Regions from separate parts of the Mus musculus genome. Here region 2 is linked to region 1. Evidence: chromatin contacts called from public promoter capture Hi-C data. All regions are on one chromosome and are shown on one strand. Each heading gives the region's core, a stretch centred on a gene start, on an enhancer-like site or on the middle of the called end of the contact. The rest is flanking DNA. Distances are from core to core; before and after follow the strand shown. Region 1 holds the start of A230108P19Rik (RIKEN cDNA A230108P19 gene). Region 2 overlaps Celf2 (CUGBP, Elav-like family member 2).

Region 1 (4,560 bases), core at 1,334-3,833:
GTTGGCACCTCGTGCTGCATGGAAGTGAAGTGGCTATATCTGTCCTGCAGGTCATGATGCTGATCCGGAACCACCCGGTCCCCATCCTTGCCATGGTCAATGGCTTGGCCACAGCTGCAGGCTGCCAGCTCGTGGCCAGCTGTGATATTGCTGTGGCAAGTGACAAGTCTTCTTTTGCAACTCCTGGAGTGAATGTTGGACTTTTCTGCTCCACCCCCGCGGTCGCCCTGGGGAGAGCAGTGCCCAGAAAGGTAATTGAACTGCCCTTCCGTGCTCATGGGTTCCAGATTTAGCTTGGGAAAAGTACCTCTGTGGGGGTGGGGAGATGCTTGCCAAACAAGCATGAAGACCTGAGTTCAATCCCCAGAACCTACATAAAAAGCCAGGTGGAGTGGTGCACTCCTGCAATCCTGATGCTGGGAAGGCAGATATAGCTGGATACCTGGAGCTGGCTGGTTGGCCAGGCAAGGCTACTCAGTGAATCTAGGCCAGTGAGAGATCCTGTTCCCCCAACCCCCTCCCCCATACAAACAAGATACATAGCACCTGAGAAACAATACCAGAAATTAGCCTCTGGCTTACACACATACACACACACACACCTACCACAGTATCTTCCATCTTCTATATTGGACATTCTGCCCAAAACCACTAGTGTCCTTCTGTGCTGGGGAGAGCAGCACTCACTGCCTGTTCCTCTGTAGCATCAAACAGCACGTGTCAACCTGTGAACTCGCCATATCTCAATCTTACAAGCCCCTCAATATGACAGTTTAGGTTTTTCCTTTTCAGAAAAGCATGGCCTTTGTGTAATCTCATTTGAAAATGCAATTGAAACAGTTTTGTTCCACCAAATGGCTGCCCAGGAGACACAGTGCACAGCGCGCTGACACAGCGCCAGTGACAAGGGGCTGAGGCTGAATCTCTGGCTAGTGATTTCTTGACAACCATTCTCATTCCAGAAAGGAGTTACAGTGTCTGATTTACAGTGCTGGGCTTACAGTGGTTAGACCAGAACTAGCCTGTCCATACTGTGGGACTCTGCACAAGGAGCAGCTGTGTGTCGGAGCTGTCTTGTCATCACTAATGACAATCAAGTCTGTTTCCCCTTGTAAAGCTGTCTTCCGTCCAAAACCTCACAGAATAGCGTTCAGTGGGCATCCATGAAGCGGAAAACCACAGTGTCTGTTCTGGGAGGAAGACATCCTGTTCTCAGTGGGAAATCTGGAAACGAAGGCGCAAACCTATATATGCAGCGAGCAAGGAGAACAGGCTATCTGGTCTTGAAACAACTGCCAAACTTAACAGTGGCTCACAGGCCTGAGGCAAGAAAGAAGTGAGACCTGAAGGGAAAACAGCAGTAGAGCCAAGGGGTGCCTGGGAGAATTTTGCCCTTCCCCAGGTCCTCCTGGTTAGTTTTGGCAGAAACGGGTGCACCTATGAAGATACTGCAGTTTACTACAAACCAGTATGCGGACACCAGGCTGGAAGTGGGCTACAAGCTGCAAGAGGTGAGGGTTTGCTCAAGCATCTTTCAAAGGGGAGGTGCTTGCTTATTATTTTAGATAGATATTTGCCTTAAGTGCAGCCATGTTTAGTGAATATTTCTTATATCATTGCCTGGACTTCAAGTCAAAATAGATTACAAATCTCCTGTGATACTCAAGGACTGTCTTGTAACTGCAGATGAAACCATGAAGCCTTTCATAGCAAGAAGTTGCTATACTGGTTCATCCTCTTTCCAACACATGACTTGCTGGAAGGTTCCATGGTAAAGGCATTTAAGTCCTATTGACAGGGTAAAAAATAGCAAGCCTTCTAAATTAAGGCTTATCAGAATTCCTAGAAACTTCAGACTGTCAAACTTTACAATTGTTTTTGAAAAGAAAGAGGAGAAATGTAACCAAAATATCCCTTGAATTCCATGGAAGCCCAGTTCTCGGAACCACATTGCGTAATCTGCACAGTGTGACAGATGAAGGGGCAAGGGCATCGTGAGAACCAGAATCGCTTTTTCCCTGCCAAAGAACGTTTTGTCAGGAAGCAGGCCTTCTCAAACGACAACAGTCTGTCCTGGGGGTGGGGAAGGCAGCTCCATCAGCAAATTCCAGCTGCACAAGCAGGAGGCCCTGAGTTCCATCTGCAGAGCACACTCATCAAAGCCAGGCCTCGCGGTGCACACTTGTCATCTCAGAGCTGAGGAGGCCAAAACGGGAGGATCCCCGAAGCTCTGGGACCAGCCAGTCTAAGTAATCAGCAACTTCTACCCACTGAAAGACATCCTGTAGATGCCTTTCAAAAAACAAGGTAGACAGCTCCTGGCAAACACCACCCAAGGTTGACTTCTGACCTCTAAATACACGTGCACACGTGCACCCAGTCCAATATGTGCATGCACACTTATGAGCGCGCGCGCGCGCGCGCACACACACACACACTCAGAATTATAGTTTCTCTTCATATTCTGGCCCCCCAGAAGAAGAGTGAACTCAAGCACACACTGTGAACGTACCATTGCATCTGCTGGTGATAATAGGTCCCTGTGTTTATCCGCAGAGAAGCAGGCAGGTGCTTTTGCAAACTGGCCTGGATGGACGTCTCAGTCCTTTCCTACTTAGGTGTTAGGACAACATGTGTTGGACTCTACTTCCCTCTGCTGGGCACTCTAGGAAAATGTTCTGCTGTGCTGGAAAGTTAAAGACTGCAGTTCTTCTACTGGGCAAAAGCCATGGAGTTGAGCATACTGTGTCAAGGCATGATTATTCATCTTATTTTTAAAGTCGTTCCCTTGAATTCAACCATGCATCTTCATTGTGCTATATAAAAGCCCTGCCTCCAGATGTTCTCTTCCCGAGGCCGGGCTGGCCATGCACAGCTAAGAGCCAGCACATCAGGCGTCCCATAAGTATATCAGTAAGTATTCCAGGAAAGCTAGAAAGGACTCGAGTCTCCTTCCAACACCAGTCCCTTCACCACGGGGAAAATCCTTGCTTCCGCTTACCTACCCACCTGGCTGTGTGTTTGCACACCCTTATCTCCCACAAGTCTAACTCAGAGTTCGATCCTCACCCATACCACAACTCCCACAGAGACTCGGACATGACTCATATCGACTATTTAACAGTGAGTTGCATGCCTAACATAATTTAGAAAATGCAGCTTAAAAGCACCCATGCATGCTAGCAACTTTTCCTAGTTTCCCGGCGAGATGAGGGCAGTGATCTGGTGTGTGTAACCTGTGCACACCTGGTGGGTGTGCACCGTATCCAACCCTCCCCCACTCATTCCTCTTTCTCCCTGCATCTCCTCAAGCTGCAGTCCACAGTCTCAAGAAGACAGACACCATTACTACAGCCTGAATGTGTTGTTCCCTGAGTTCATATGTTGCAGTGCAATCATCAAAGTGACAGCTGTTGGAGGTGGGGCCTTGGGATGTGATGTTGGGTCAAGAGTAGAACCTCATGATGGGACTAGAGTCTGTGGGAAAGGGGTGTCAGGTCCCATGTGAGGACACAGTGATACATCAGTCTCTGAACCTGGAGTCAGCTTTCTCCCTGGACACTAAATCTGCTGATGCCTTGAACCTGGGCTTCCCAACCTCCAGAGCATGAGATCTTCCTGCTTCTCAGCCACACAGTTTATGGCCTTTTGTTCTTACAGTCTGGATAAACCAAGGCATGGGGCCCACCCAAAAGATAAGCAGAGAGGCCCCAGGATGCTGCAGCACACAGCCATCACATCTGTGTGGTCCCCTCTGCTTTGCTGATCCGCTCAGGTGCTGTGAAGCCTTGAAGCCAGTGTCAGAGTCACAGAAGTATCCAGTAGGAGTGAGGATGTTAATATTAGTCACTCCACTCACTGGCATCTACCGAGAATTCCGTTATCTCGGATTAATCTGTTATCTGGAATAATCACCAGGGCGTGGAGAATGCAGGTACCCATTCGTCTGTCCAGAGGACGGATCAGACTCTGAAGGGTCAGTTGGTTTGACTCTGGTGTCTGTCTCCAAACCTCTCCTTTCTAGAAGATTGTCTGACAACCAGGTTAAGTCACAGCCTCAAATCTTAATTGTCATTTTGAATGAATGTCCCCCTAGAGTAAAGAACTACTGACTTACCAACTTCTTAGGGTGACCAAAGAGGTGCCGCCCTGAATGGCAGTATGGGGCCATTAGCATAGAGGTGAAGGTATCTTTTCTTCTAGTTCATCTGAAGATCCTGTAAACTCACAGTGTAAAAACGTAGATACTAAGATATGACTGTGCTGATTAGCTGGGAAAACAACCTGCCTTTTCCTTACTGAATGTCACCCTCTAACCTCATGCTGTAAAAACATGTGGCTCCAGTAGGCAGAAAGGGAAACTGAAGCCTAGAGAGGGGATGAGCTTGGCAGGATGGCTTAGGATCCCAAAGGCAGGGGTAGAATGTCTTCTGGCCTTTGATCTTGTTCCGCACACGTCATCCTTGAGCATGAGGTATTGATCTCATGAATTCTTTCTTGGTCTTCTGGGATGAAGGGAGAGAATCCAGGATTGTAGACACAGAGGCTTAGTGGGGAAAT
Region 2 (4,560 bases), core at 1,021-3,520, 520 kb before region 1:
CCTAAAAATTCACACATTCTGACTAAAAGGCTTACTTTCTTCTATCTTCAAACTTTATTTCTGATGAAAGTTTTAAATTGATTTTAAAAGTCTTTGAAATGTGCATATTAAAAACAATGTCACATACCTTTTGAAAGCACCTGTTATCCTTCATAACTCTACCCACGGTGAGATGTACAATTATGCTAGTGCAGTTAATACCACTTTTTATTCTTACATATATTACCCAAAGTGCTAAGAACATTTATTTAGACTTAAGGTCTCAGATTATAGGTCTTTCATCCTAATTTTAGTGATTCTAGAACCACCTAGTCTTACCTTTATTTTCCAATATTGGTTAACCCAAACTTTTTTACAAGACATGTTTTTCCTCCAGTTACAAGTAAGCATCCTGAAGGTTCCACTGTGAGTATGCATAGAACAATCATTATGATCATCAAAACTTTTGAAAACTACCAAGTAATTAGGTAACTAGACAAACAGAAAAGTAGAAATCAACCTAAAATAATATTGTCTTAAAATTAGTTGTTTGGGTAGCAAAAATGATAGATGCTAGTATATTGGCTTTTTTGAAAATTGGTTAAGGAAATTGAAAGTATTTTGACCCATATTGTAAAACTCTGTAGAAAATTAACTTTAGGAGTCTCAGTGATACTTTAGGGTTAACATTAGAAACACTCTGACAGCAAACTAGAACAGTTAGACATATTAAAGAACTGGGCCTCGGGTCAACTTTGATGAGTATATCCATAGAGAGAGGAGCACAGAAGGCACATGGGAGATGATACACTATGGTGGGCCGCATTCTCCAGGCTTCCTTTTATCTGAGTTGGGTGGTCAGCTACATGGAAGTGGGATGCAAAGTAGCAGGTTTCCCTCCACAGAGCTGATCGGTGAGTGGGGACAAACCACAGTGGTGAAACACGATCAAGGTAGATGGGGATAGCAGTCCAGACAGCGCAGAAGTTGATAGCTAAGATCAGTATTTTTTCACTCTATTTGTAAATGACTCAGAGAAGTTTCTACTAATCCACTATTCACACTCTGGCATGAACACAAATTAGAGAAACTCATAATATAAACTTCAGGCAGTGATTATGTTGAAGAATAAAGGAACATGATTTCTCTATTCCTATTAAAAATCATAAGCTGGAATCAGAGGACAGAAGTAAAGGGTTACAATGGAATGTTCTGTGATGATCGCCCTCAGCTCTCCTGGAGTCTCAGCATTATAAAGCATTGTCAGGTGAATTATACCTTAGGTTTCTGAAGCAGATTCTGTAACCCAGCCTGCCAAGCGACCAAGATGTGTCTCCTACAGGATCCAGAAAGTACAGCTGGTTTTTACCGTCTCTCTCCATTTTAACTTCGTTTTAAAGTACAGATGCTACTATAATTCAATGGAGATCATATTTATAGACATATAGAAAGTTATATGGGTATTATAGGCATTGAGGTGTGTAGGAAAAAAGGTATCTGACAAGATAATGAGCCAAACTGCTCCCCAGTTGCTCAGTGTTACAAGTGATTCCAGAAGCAGAAGCAAGCTGGATGGAGCAGGTAGCTTAATAACTTTTTACCATGCAAAGCCTTTTTGCTGCTATCTAGGACACCATGGCCAGTATTAGCAAGTATTATTGAAGTTACATCAAGTAGATGGAGGCATTCCAAAGAGGAGCAGCGTGAATCACGAAGTCTGGAAGGTGGACAACATGGAAAGGTCTAGCAGGTTAACTTCAAAAGACTGAGCAGTAAGCCAGAAGGGTGAAAAGAGGGAAAACCCACAGCAAGGAATTAAGACGAGGGGCTGTGTTCCCAAAAATAAAAAAAAAAAAAAAGGTTCTGATTGAAGTTTTGAAGATCCTAAAGTATGGAGTGAGGCTCTGTATAGATAAGCTCTTTGAATTAATACTAAACCATGGGATTCTGGTGCTTATACTTGAAATGTTGGAACATCAGGTAAAGTACAGAGTATAAGCCAAATTTGTATATAGAAGTGGTAAACATAGAGCACCGAATAAAAGTTAAGAAGGCAAGGGTGCAGCAGCTAACTCCGCTGTTCTCAAGAGTGGACCTTGCCCATCTGTCTTAAAAGAACTGATGCAAAACCCTCTATAATGATGATTTGAAGGTTGAGGGATCATGGGACGGGAAATAGGTAGCCCAGACTCATGTGGCAGTCAGTATCTTTTGGTGGCCTGCTGGTCAGAAAATATTATGCTTATGTGCTCCAGAGTTCAGTGCCTTTCCTGTGATAGAGATAAAGTGAAAGAGTAAGGGAGCTGAGGTCATGTGACAGGAAGTGTGGCGTTTCCCTTTTCAGTATCATACCTACATAGCCCCCTTCCTCTTTTTCTTCATTTTTAGTGTTCCTTCTTTCATCTCGCTGTGGAATTTAGAACAAGATCAGTTAAAGTCTTTCTAGAGTGTCTTTCTGAAGGTTTTCCAAATTAATACAAGGAGATGGGGCCTGGTGCAGCTTTTACACTGGCATAATGAGTCAGCCCCAATGCATCAAACAGGCCTTCTGCTGCATTATTTCCCTGAGGAAACATGAACAAACGTCTGTTTATCCAGATAGGTCACTGGTAACAGACTGGCAAAATTCTTCCACCCAATCTATGTTAAGGTTTCTTCTAGGAGCATGGGTGACTGTGAGCAGCTGCATCGAAAAAAAGTCCTCCCGGCATGGGTGACAGCAGGAAGGGTGTATCGCTGGAGCTTCCTGCCCAGCTTGCCACTTAGTGGTCTCCTATCCTGTCCCCTTGGAGAGTGTTATTGGCTATATAACCTTGAAATGGAGCCTTCCTTTACATTTGTGATGTTCCTGAGTCTTGCAAGTCTCCATCTTCTATTTTCTCTCCAGGAGGGGAGAAAAATAACTATGCAGGCCTTCAAATCTCACCTTTTCAAATTTGGTCTTACTTTTTTGTTTGGGGCACTTTCTCATATGTACAATGCATTTTGACCACTATTATGTCCCCTGCCTGTCCCTTCCTGACAGATCCCTTCTTCATGTTCAAGGCTTTTCAGTTTGTTTTGTGACACACTGAGTTTATAACAAGAATTGTGACCATGGACTTTTAGGTATTCATTGCAGCCTGATTAGTTCAGCAGTGCAAAGTCCTTTTCTACTGTAATGGTATTTAGCATTGGATGCTGAGAAAGAACTGCCATCCCTTACCTAATAGATACTACTTCACATTAAGCTGACCCGTCCCCTTAATCCTCAGAGGGAGCATGTATATTTGTGTGTTAAACTCTTATCTATTATTTTAAACTTCATTATAATTTGAAATTGTGTTTTTTCTTTGCCCCTTTTCCCAAATGGAAGTGAAATCCTCCCTGGAAGACTTCTGAGGACTAAAGTATAGAATGTTGCAAGATCATTGCTCAGTGGAGAACTTAGCACACATTAGGAACTCGATAAGGAGTAGTAAAAAGGAGAAAGAGTAGAAGAAAGCAGTGAGAGGAAAGCAAAATGACTAATACCTGGCTTTGTAAGCTGGATAAGCTATGAAATGTTCATTCTGGATCTTTTGGGTAGGAAAATCTTGAGTGTTTTAATTATGTACCTAGAAAATAGACACAGTTGAGGTAAGTATTCTTAATACTTAGAAGATTGTGGTAGAATGAGTCAAGGGATGAGAATAGTCGGATATGTCAGTGATCTCTTGAGAAGGTGGCAACACGGTTGGTTACTCGGAATCAGAGCCTCTGGAGGAGCTCATTAAATCCCAAGCTTAAGTTAGTGTTCCAAATTCCTGATCCCAGTGCTCTTGACATTCAAGATGGCAGACCCCTTTAAGATAATGGCATGCCCGTTTATTTTAGCCCTGTTTCCCTTGGGCATCCTGTTAGTAGCATAGATCTTAGGCTACATCCCTCTACATATTGGACTGTTTAATATTATTTAATATTTTCTGAGGATTTTCAGGTTTAAATTTTTATCATTTACATGCTGACTTTATGGTTTGTTCAAAATTGACATTACAACTGAACTCTCAGCAACACGTTCCTTCTGAACCACGTTTCGTTGCTTATGCCAGTTACTTGGTTAGCTGTTGCACACCTCTCTTGCTGCCAGCTATTGTCTACTTTTGAAGACAGCAGTTGGTTTTACATCTGTGTTCTCTGCAGTAGAGGAGGTTCACTGACTTGGGTGGCAGGAATCTCTAAGAACTATGTCAGTAATGAGAAGTCATCTCACTGAGAGGCTAGTTTGTTTCTTAGCCCCTTCTCCCTACCCAGAACCAACACTGTTTTCAGAGACCTCGTTTTGGGGGAAGAAAATTCTTACAGGAACCACAACACTGAAAAGGAAGTAAATGTGTTAACAGTTTTGATAGATACATTTCTCTAAAACATATATTATCTAATACATGTATCCCTTCCAGAAAGATTTAAATTGTGTTTACTAGGAAAATATTATGATAAATGCTAGTAATTCGGAATTGGTCCTGTTGCCATATTTCACACACACACACACACACACACACGTGTACATGAGCATGGCTGCATAAGAAAGTGAATATGGCTAATCATTCTCACTTTCCACAG

Evidence for each region. Promoter capture Hi-C pulls out the DNA fragments that hold promoters and counts their contacts.
Region 2: a promoter capture Hi-C map of pre-B cells shows a contact between it and region 1, with 2.6 times the contacts expected there. The contact joins the enhancer-like site here to the promoter of A230108P19Rik in region 1. A contact is called at or near these places in 5 of 39 promoter capture datasets (the C10 cell line, cranial neural crest, frontonasal cranial neural crest and 2 more) and 3 of 115 datasets of contacts at active chromatin or transcription factors (the 230-238 cell line, acute myeloid leukemia and bone marrow-derived macrophages).

What each region holds. Positions count from the first base shown.
Region 1 is chr2:6,191,274-6,195,833 of GRCm38.p6, reverse strand. A230108P19Rik (RIKEN cDNA A230108P19 gene) reads right to left here and starts at 2,583. Exons shown (of 7, transcript NR_040333.1): 1 at 2,513-2,583. It overlaps Echdc3 (enoyl Coenzyme A hydratase domain containing 3), which reads left to right. Exons shown (of 5, transcript NM_024208.4): 4 at 51-251.
Region 2 is chr2:6,708,996-6,713,555 of GRCm38.p6, reverse strand. The region is part of intron 2 of Celf2 (CUGBP, Elav-like family member 2); the gene reads left to right. Among named protein-coding and RNA genes, the nearest start is that of Celf2, 170 kb to the left of the region's middle. Within about 2 kb of position 2,270, at least 100 of the 459 cell types and tissues checked have an H3K27ac peak or open chromatin away from gene starts, as enhancers often do. A contact at or near this core is called in the 230-238 cell line, acute myeloid leukemia, bone marrow-derived macrophages and 1 more, where this site is marked.